Linked DNA regions of Sus scrofa: all the other regions are linked to region 1. A link is a contact called in public HiChIP or PLAC-seq and promoter capture Hi-C data. All regions are on one chromosome and are shown on one strand. Each heading gives the region's core, a stretch centred on a gene start, on an enhancer-like site or on the middle of the called end of the contact. The rest is flanking DNA. Distances are from core to core; before and after follow the strand shown.

The links. Promoter capture Hi-C pulls out the DNA fragments that hold promoters and counts their contacts. HiChIP or PLAC-seq counts read pairs in DNA pulled down with a chosen protein or histone mark.
Region 2: a contact with region 1 is called in a promoter capture Hi-C map of liver, with 4 times the contacts expected there. The contact joins the promoter of GALE here to the promoter of RPL11 in region 1. A contact is called at or near these places in 3 of 5 promoter capture datasets (fetal liver and liver), 2 of 47 Hi-C or Micro-C datasets (liver and skeletal muscle) and 2 of 2 datasets of contacts at active chromatin or transcription factors (alveolar macrophages and skeletal muscle).
Region 3: an H3K27ac HiChIP or PLAC-seq map of alveolar macrophages shows a contact between it and region 1. The contact joins the promoter of PITHD1 here to the promoter of RPL11 in region 1. A contact is called at or near these places in 3 of 5 promoter capture datasets (fetal liver and liver), 2 of 47 Hi-C or Micro-C datasets (liver and skeletal muscle) and 2 of 2 datasets of contacts at active chromatin or transcription factors (alveolar macrophages and skeletal muscle).

The regions. Positions count from the first base shown.
Region 1 is chr6:81,522,024-81,525,249 of Sscrofa11.1, forward strand. RPL11 (ribosomal protein L11) reads left to right here and starts at 1,487. Exons shown (of 6, transcript NM_001001638.1): 1 at 1,487-1,628; 2 at 1,631-1,636; 3 at 2,485-2,591; 4 at 2,889-3,020. The coding sequence starts at 1,487.
Region 2 is chr6:81,609,099-81,612,324 of Sscrofa11.1, forward strand. It overlaps GALE (UDP-glucose 4-epimerase), which reads right to left and starts at 1,437. Exons shown (of 11, transcript XM_003356202.4): 1 at 1,329-1,437. HMGCL (hydroxymethylglutaryl-CoA lyase, mitochondrial) reads right to left here. Exons shown (of 9, transcript XM_005656051.3): 9 at 2,418-3,086. The coding sequence ends at 2,985.
Region 3 is chr6:81,589,411-81,592,636 of Sscrofa11.1, forward strand. PITHD1 (PITH domain-containing protein 1) reads left to right here and starts at 1,458. Exons shown (of 6, transcript XM_003356196.3): 1 at 1,458-1,859; 2 at 2,487-2,530; 3 at 2,901-2,978. The coding sequence starts at 1,662.

The DNA of each region.
Region 1 (3,226 bases), core at 237-2,736:
AAAAAAAAAGAGCCAAAATGCAAAGAGGTTATAGCTGTCCTTCAATAAAACAGTAGCCAGAATAAATGTTAAAAAAAAAAAATTTTAAAAGCCGAGGTGTTTTGTGTTTGGCCACACCCAAGCATGCGAAATTTTTTCAGCCAGAAATCGAACCTGCGCCACAACAGTGACAGCACTGGATCCTTAACCACTAGGCCATCAGGGAACTCCCATAAACTGAGGGAAACTATAGATGAGAGAGGTCTAATTAGTAACCCGCCCAAAGTCACATAACTATTAAGCTAGACCAGACAGGACCATATTTACCCCTCTTGGCCAACACTCTGCTCTAATTACTATTTAAATATTTAAATGCCATTTGTTTACATTGTTACAGAATAAAACTTTTACTTTATAATTTGCACAGTTGACTTAGTGTCTTTCTGGCCGTCTCAACACGCAAGAACCACCCGTTTCTGAGGCTATGGGCGGGAACAATCTCAAGAGGGACGGGAAGCTCAAGGAAATATACCTATTCAGGGAACTTTAAAAACCGCTTTTGGAGAGCCCCGATCCCAGTAGCCAGCGTCACCTGCAGTTGCCATCTGTGTCCACGAAGGGGAAGCCGACTCTAGGCCGTTCCAGACGCGCCTCTCTTCCTCTTCATCGTCTCGCTGGTTAGCTTGGGATAAGAGCCCGCCTCCTGGCCCATAAGGCCCCGGGTCGGAAGTCTCACACTCTCTTCCTGTTTCCCATCATGGCGGTGAGTGTGGGATCCCCGGCTTTGCTTTCCTTCATCCGCCTCCATCCAGGGCCAGCGGAGCCTGTAAGGGTTATCTCGCCCGCGGCGCGAGGAGAGCGGATCCCGCAATGCTGGCCGTGCCGAAATTGGCGGACCCACGCGAGGCGAGGGCACGGAGCTGGATCCTGTCACTTTCCTCCCACCCTCCCAGGGGCGGGCTCGGGGCAGCCGCCAGAGGCCCAAAAGCACGGCCTGCGGGCTGCAGCGAGGGCCGGTGAAATGATCGGAGGGGCCTGGGACGCGGGGTCCGGACCTGTTGATGTTCCCGGGACCTTGAAACTTGTTTTTTGCTGGAGAGCCTTACCGGTTTCTCCCTTAGGGCGGACGCCAGGCTTCGGCCGCAGCTACTAGACAGCTTCCGAATCGGGTGCGGGACGCTGCACAGCCATGTGCTCGCTGCTTTCTCCCCCTCGTCGGTCGTGTAATGGGGGCGCCCTTCACCTTAGTTTGACCTTGGGGTGCATCCTTAGTGTAACTTTTACACCATACCTGTCCTGTTGCTTTCACCTGTTCCGTGCCCGGGGGAAGGAGAAACAAAACCCCAAGATGTCTTTCTCCAGTGCCTCCCAGACAAACGTAGTGTTAGTTCTTTAACTTCCAGGGCTTCCTTTGGGGTTTGGGATGCGCAGAAACAACGCTGTGTAACTATTGGGCTGCCAGCTGTGGCGGGTTCCGTGTGTTGACCGCGGCGCTTCCCTGTTGCAGCAGGATCAAGGTGAAAAAGAAAACCCCATGCGGGAACTTCGCATCCGCAAGCTCTGCCTCAACATCTGCGTTGGGGAGAGTGGAGACAGACTGACCCGGGCAGCCAAGGTGCTGGAGCAGCTCACAGGCCAGACTCCTGTGTTTCCAAAGGTGAGTAGTGGCGTCTGGGTATGTCCCGACGTTCCTTACTTAACCTGTTGTCCAGTCTGTTTTGTATTCATTTTGAAGGTGACAGTTGACATCTCTTAAGCGTTGCCTTCTTGAGTTTCCTAAGGAGTATCTTCTTTCACGATAGGGTGGGCTGAAATACAAAGTCTGATTAGCAGTTAGGGTTATGTAGGCTACGTTAAGAATAGGCTGTGTATTTAGATTAACCTGGTTCAAATCCTGGTTCCATGACTTGCTAGTCTGTGATTTACTTTCCTTATTTGTATACCAGGGATGATCATATTTCGTTATAAGGTTGTGGGAGATAGAATGGGTTATATGAAATGCCTGCTACATGCCAAGCACCATGTCGGCATTGTTATTGTTAGACATATATTTGGGTGAGTGTGTGTTTAGAATTTTGTTGCTTTAGGGTAAGGGAATGTAGCAAGTCTTTGAATTCACAGCCTACCTCTTGTTATCAACTGATCTTGTGCAAGTTAACCTCTCACAGCCTCCTGTAAAATGGGGTACAAGTACAGTAAAGTGTTACCGAATGTAAGCTATTCAGTGGCCTAGTCTGATGGTGAACTTGCCTTTCTTGAGACTTTGACATTATGACTTTAACATTTTAATTGCTGAAGTGTGTCTGTGACTTGGAAGTTGGAAGATCTGTTTTCTGTGTTATAAATGAATGATGAACAGATATAGGTGACACTGGTAAGAATACCACGGCTATAGAGTGGGTGGATACCTGATGTCCCTCTGAAGTTGTGGAGGTGGTGTTTTGGGGAAGGGGGGAGTTCAGTGAGAGTGTGCCAAGAGCTGACTCCTTGTTACCCCATCTGCAGCTAGATACACCGTCAGATCCTTTGGCATCAGGAGAAATGAAAAGATTGCCGTCCACTGCACAGTCCGTGGGGCCAAGGCAGAAGAAATACTTGAGAAAGGTCTAAAGGTGAGGCTGACCCCTCATGGGGTAATAGTAGTAAGGAGCGCCAGTAACATACTGACAGTGGCGATAGTTACTGTTTTCAGATCTTTTGAACTTCTAATGGGTCATTCCTTCCCTAGGAAAGTTAGTGAAGTTATGTGGAATCCATAGTAGAGTGTGACTTGGAGTGGGGGAAAAATCTGATTTCGTTCCTGTCCAAATTACATTGGATTGTGTTTCTGGGGTCCTGAGTGTTGCAGGCTAGCGAGTGGTGGAGGGGTGTGAGTTGACAGGGAATGATTGCTCTGTTTTTCTCCACAGGTGCGAGAGTACGAGTTAAGAAAAAATAACTTCTCGGATACTGGAAACTTTGGTTTTGGGATCCAAGAACACATCGATCTGGGGATCAAATATGACCCAAGCATTGGTATCTACGGCCTGGACTTCTACGTGGTATGAATACTTGTTTCCACTCCTGGTCTGTGAGAGTGGGATCTGCTTCTCTTTATTTCATCTGTGCTCTCTCGATATTCACACGTTGCACTGGGGCTTTGAGTGTTGTCTGTCTTCTCTCTGCTGGGAAGATAGGCCTCGGTGGTGACAGGTGTGGGGTTATTAGCACCGACTGAACGAGATGGGCAAGATCTCTACCATTGTGA
Region 2 (3,226 bases), core at 187-2,686, 87 kb after region 1:
CCTGAGGCTCCACACTGCCTTCCCCAAGGTGTGTGGAGACCAGACAGTTCTGGACAGAAGGAAACAAGGCAGCAGCATTGGGACTCCAAGAACTCAGGAGGGGGATCTGTCTGTACAGACTCAGACCTTTCCAGTCCCTCTACCATCCCTAGGTATAAACTGGCTCCTTGGTTCAGTGACTAAAACGTCATGCTGTAAGTAGCTCCTGACTCTCTCCCACCGTCAACTGGGAGGAAGCAGGAAATACAGCAGTTGGCCTCAGGGTGAAGTCCTTGAGGCCAGCTCTGGGGGCTGTAGCCCTGCAGTCCTAGAGTGGGCCCCACCCCAGGTCAGCCAGGCTGGTTCAGCCTCTGCCCATGCCACTCTCGGCTTGAGGCTAAGGATACCGTCCAACTCTAGGCGGCACTGAGCGGGATGGTGTAGACGTGGCGTTCGCCCCAGATTCCACTGCCAGGTGTGCACCACCGCCCTGAACAAACTCTGCGGGCAGAGACGGTGGAGGAGGGGTGAAAGCCCAGACACTGAGGCCTTTCATCCGGGACAGGCTGGCCCGCAGCCGCCTTCCTCCAAGTTGCCTCAATCCTCTTCTGGGTTCACCCAGCTCCGACCCACTTTGCTGAACGCCCGCTGAGTGCCAGGCTCTGTACTGGGCACTTTTGCATTATTTTCCTGAATTCTCCCAATATCCTGATGAGGCAAGTGTTATTAGTGGCACTTTACAGAGACGGATACTAAAGTCAGAGAGGTGAAGTAATTTGCCTTAAGTCACACAGCTACCAACGCCGGCCCGGCCAGGATCTGGAACGCCAGGCTCAAAGCCCCGCCCCTCGCCCCCCGCCCTCACTGTTTCCCGCTGGACTCTGCTCCCAACTCTGAAGCTGCCCGCGCCCACACACCCCCCCCGCCCCGAGCTCCAAGCTCTACGCGGGGCCCAGGAAAGTGGTGGCAGAGGGGCCCTCGGAGGCAGGAAGGCTGGCGAGGCTGGCTTCCCTCCGACCAGCGGAGTGACCTCGGTCAGCTGTCGCCTCCTCAGTTTTCCCAGTCCGCAAAATGGAGGGGAGGGGTCGCAGGGCCGTGAGCGCTCGAGTGCAAGGAGCCTTGGCCTGGGATTCTGGTGGTGGCTCCGAGAGGGGACAAACTAGGTGCCCTCCGGCCGGGAATGAATGAACCCAGGCCTCCCTAGCCAAGGCAGCAGGAACTGGGACCAGCAGAGGCGGGCCTGCCCTGGCGGGGCTCTACCCAGAACGCGGTCTCTCTCTCTCGCTCGCTCCCCGCGGACCACCCGGCCCCTCGCAAACGCGCCCGGGTCCCCCATTCCCTTCCCGAACCTGCTCGGCTCCACGCGCCCCGCACTGCCTCCAACAGCGCCGCCTCCGGCGCCCGGCTCAAGGGTCCCTTTAAGAGTCGAAGGCCCCGCCTGGCCCCGCCCCCTCCCCGCCCCCAGGAAACGTGTCTGTCGGGAGACTGCAGTACGGGGCGCCGCGAGGACCTACGGCAATGCCGCTTCCAGACGCCTGCGCGGCGCCTCCCGCAGAGGGCGGCCCTGAGCCGTGCCGGAGCGGTGGGCAGAGGCAAGGCGCAGCTGGGACTTAAGATCTAGTGCCCGAGCCGCGGAGGTCCGCTTCCTGGCCGAGGCCCCAGGCCTCCGCGCCAAACACCGGCGCTGGTCCCAGCCCCTGAGAGCAGGCGCTGCGCCCCCGGAGATGGGGCTCGTTGGGGGCGCCCGGCACCTGTCCCCGCGGTAGGAGCCACAGCCGAGGCTGGGGCCGAAGACTGCTGCTCCACGCTCGCCCGCAGGTTTTCCACCCTTTTTATATCTTACAAACCTTTTCTTCACAGTAAGCCTGGCATGAAATAAGACGGCTGCCTGGAGGAGAGGCAGTCGTTCTGGAAAGTTTAGTTTGAAAACCCGCCTAAGGGCTGGCGGCAGCTCTGAAACTAAAACAGGAATTACAGCGCCGATTGCGCTCAGCCTTCACGTAAACCATGCCCCTCCACACACACCGCCTTAGGGAATGGTGTGCACCCTGCCTATCCTGGTAGGTTCTAAAACAGTGTTCTGCTTGAAGGGAGGGCTACGGGATGCTGTGTATAGAGGCATGACATAACGGGGGATGAAACCCGAGCAAAAGAATGTGCGTCCTACAGCCTGAACAGGCGGCAGGGCACCTTGTGCACCAGCCTGGTCACAGGCTAAAAAACCCAAAAACAGCCTCTCCCGGGTGCTCCGACCAGAGTTGAGTAAGTCTTAAGCCACTGATTTCCAGTCACTATGAATTCCCAAATTTTCAGGAGGAGAATGAGGGAGAAAACTCCGAGATAAATAGTCTGTGTTTCCCTCTCAGCGTGCAGTGCTGGAAGGATGCTTTATTCCCCCTCTCATACACACACACACACGTCTGCACAGGACACTGGCATGGTTATGGCATTAAACCTTTAATTACATAAGCTGTTTTCAAAAATCATGTTCAAAGTGGAGATTTTCCAGAGTTGCTGGAGTTGGCAGGTGGCTACCACTGCTCCCTCACACCTTCACCAAATGCCCTCTGCCAGCTGAGGAAAAAACTCCTCCATGCCCCTTTGCCCTATACAGAGAGCGATGGCCCCAAGGATATGGCAGCATTGTGCTGAGGAGAGTGGCTAACTGGCAGGTTTCACCCAGAGATGAGACTTAAGGATCAACCCAAGCCCAAGAATTGGGTTCCCAAATGCCCACAGGTATTCAGCTCCTGGACCTTTGGGTCCGTGTGGGAGGGAGACCTCCAGCTGCCCAAGCCTCTCATTCACACTCAGGTTGGACAGGGAGGGCCTGAGGCCAGGCAGCGCCCATCTGCCTCCTTTCCCCAGGAGAGACCACTGGGCAGAGCTGGCGGTGAGGTGCCTGCACCTGTTCATTTCATTCCCATTTCCATGTGCTCATCCGTGAATCATCCACATGTGTCCCTATTCCCATGCAATCCCCAAGGCTTCAGGGGGCAAGGGGCTCACAGTTTACAGGAAGCCTGAGCCACTCTGGAGCTGGTTTTTTTGTTCAGGGCTTGACAGATAAAGGCCCCAGCTTCCAAGAGCTTCTGGAGGTTCACACCCTTTGAGAAACAAATCAGAGGATGCAGTAAGTCACGACATGCCCACAACACCCAGGGAAAACATCTGATTGGACAGAAACTGTGATTCTGAAAAAGTAAAGGTGAAGACAACCAGGCTCTTGTGCCTCCGACGAGGGGAC
Region 3 (3,226 bases), core at 208-2,707, 67 kb after region 1:
AAAGACTTATGAATGGGTCACAGCCAGCTGTTTCAAAAAACTGCTCGGGGAGTTCCCGTCATGGCTCAGTGGTTAACGGATCCCACTAGGAACCATGAGGTTGCAGGTTTGATCCTCTGGCATAGGCTGGCAGCTACAGCTCCGATTGGACCCCCTAGCCTGGGAACCTCCATATGCTTCGGGTACGGCCCTAAAAAGGCAAAAAGACAAAAAACAAAAAACTGCTCTGAAATATCACATAGGGAGGGGACTTAAAATTCATCTAGTCCAATTATTTTATTTACAGGGAGTAAACTCAGTTTACTCTCAGGGAAGCTAAATCACTTGCCCAAGGCCTCACAGCTAGTAAGTGGAAGCGCCTGAATTTGAATCAAGATGTATCATAATTACTGACTTCTTACCATGTGTCAGCTAATGTGCTGAATTCTTTTTTTAAAAAATTATTTATTTATTTATTTTTTGCCATTTATTGGGCTGCTCTCACAATATACGGAGTTCCCAGGCTAGGGGTCCAATCGGAGCTGTAGCCACCGGACTATGCCAGAGCCATAGCAACGCGGGATCCAAGCTGCGACTGCAACCTACACCACAGCTCAGGGCAATGCCGCATCGTTAACCCACTGAGCAAGGCCAGGGATCGAACCCACAACCTCATGGTTCTTGGTCGGATTCGTTAACCATTGTGCCACGACGGGAACTCCTAATTTTTGTCTTTTTAGGGCTGCACCTGCAGTATGTGGAAGTTCCCAGGCTAGGGGTTGAATCCCACTTGCAGCTCTCAGTCTAGGCCACAGCCACAGCAACGCCAGATCCAAGGCGCGTCTGCGACCTACACCACAGATCACAACACCGGATCCTTAACCCACTGAGCGAGGCCAGGGATCTAACCGAAGTCCTCACGGATACTAGTGCGGTTCATTACCGCCGAGCCATGACGGGGGCTCCCTATTGTGCTGAATTCTTGAAGTGCATTATTTCATTTAATACTCATTGCGATCCTATGAAAAAGATATTACCAGCCCCACTTTACAGAGGAGGACGAAGTCTCAGGGGAACATGAGTTACTGGGGCGTCACACAGTCAGTAACAGACCCAGGACTTGCCTCCAGATTCGGCTGTCCTTAAAGCCCTTGGTGTCGACCGCTAAGCCCACTGTGAAGATAGTGGCTATGACAGTGGGTTTGTGAGCTCTAAGGCCTAAGCGCGCACAAGTGAGGCCGTGATAATGTGCTCCCTGCTCCTCAGGGCCTTATCACTGCGCCACCAGCTCCCCCAAAAACGGTGGTGGTAAACAAAGAGGGAACAGACTTTAGTCTAAAGGGGAGGGGGATTCGAAACCCAGCCCCAACATTTTCTCGGAACACCATTTAATCTCTCTGCCCTTTAGTTTCCACATCTGGCAAAAAACCTGGGAAGGCAACAACATCCGTCTCCAAGGCTGAAAGAGTCAACATTAATCAGCTCCCTGGCTCCTGAAACCGCTGGGTCAAAAGTAACCCCCTCCGAGCCCCGCCCTGTGCTCCTCAAGCGCATGCGTCGCACAGGGGCGCCTTTTACGACGCGGCGGCCGCTGCGCGCTTGGCGGCCGGAGCGAAACGAGCGAAGCGCGGGTGGCCGCTGCGGCAGGGCCGAAGGGACGCGCGGGCGGCGGCGGCGTCGCCATGTCGCACGGCCACAGCCACGGCGGGAGCGGCTGCCGCTGTGCCGCCGAACGGGAGGAGCCACCCGAGCAGCGCGGCCTGGCCTACGGCCTGTACCTGCGCATCGACCTGGAGCGGCTGCAGTGCCTCAACGAGAGCCGTGAAGGCAGCGGTCGCGGCGTCTTCAAGCCCTGGGAGGAGCGGACCGACCGCTCCAAGGTGGGCCTTCCCGAGCCTGGGCGGGCGGGCGAGGCGGGGACCCGAGCGGGGCCTCAGGCCGCCCGTCTGCTGTCAACCTTGTTCCTAAAGTTAAAAATAACCACAGCCCGATTGGCAAGCGCTTTCCCATGCCCGTCTCCTGCCAGCCCTTTGAGAGGCGACAGAGGCGAGTCTCCCCATTTTGCAGGTTAAGGGAACTGAGGCCCAGAGACAGAAAGGGGCACTTTGCTTTACACATCCAACATTCAGTCCAGGGCTTCGGGAGGTCGTGGGGGAGGATGGCCATCAGGGCGTCTTCCTTACCGCTTGACCACTAGTCCAGTTGCAGCCTGATCACTTATCACCAGATGAAGACCAAAGACCGGCCTGGGGAGATAAAGCGCGATATCTATCTCGAGCGTTCACCATTGCGGGGTCACAGAGCCATTCGAAAGCTGTGGATCGTAGATCTTTGCAGACAATTGCAGGGGGCTGATCGGCCCTGAATGTTAATAAGTGCTGGATAATCGAGGGAGGTTGACTATTTGCATTGCACTTCAGCTGTAAAACAGGGTGGAACATGTCTAAAATTGTAGGCTCTCAGCAAATATTTGTTGCTTTCTCCTACCCCCTCCCCATTCCCTCCAGTTTGTTGAAAGTGATGCAGATGAAGAGCTTCTGTTTAATATTCCGTAAGTATCTCCTTGGTGTTTGCCTCAGGCTGAATAGGCTATACTCAGGATTCATTCATTGGTGGTGTCAGGAGCACACATCTGTTTCTAGAAATGGGGTAAATTACCGTGGTGGGTGTGAGGAGAAAAGCATCATTGCTTTCTTGGTGCAGACTGAGAAAAGATGTTCTTAAACGATAACTGAGAAGTCAAGGTAAATTTCTTAGAACCACAGAATGCCAGAGGCAGGTGGGATCTTAGAAATTATCTAGTACAAGTCTGACACAAGCATGAACTGAAGGCCAGAAAGGGGAAGGGTCTTGCACAGGATCACACAGCTCAGCAGAGATTCCAACCCAGGTTGACAACTCTCTTTTTTGCCTTCTGGCAGATTCACAGGCAATGTCAAGCTCAAAGGCATCATTATAATGGGAGAAGATGATGACTCACACCCCTCTGAGATGAGACTGTAAGTGGCAAGGGTTTAGGCCCTCAAGAAGCTCCTGTCTCTTTTTCTCTTTCCTCTGGTAGCACTTTATTCCAGAATAATGATTTTTTCTTCTATACTGCGTTAAATATCCCCCCCTAAAAGATGTCTTCTGTTTGTACAGATTATGCTTATCTTTTCCTGAATTAATGACATTTTTAGATTAAGCATCTTTAGGGCCAACAGCTTGTCTCTCTTCAAAGCCTTGCTATGGCATCATTCATTCAGAG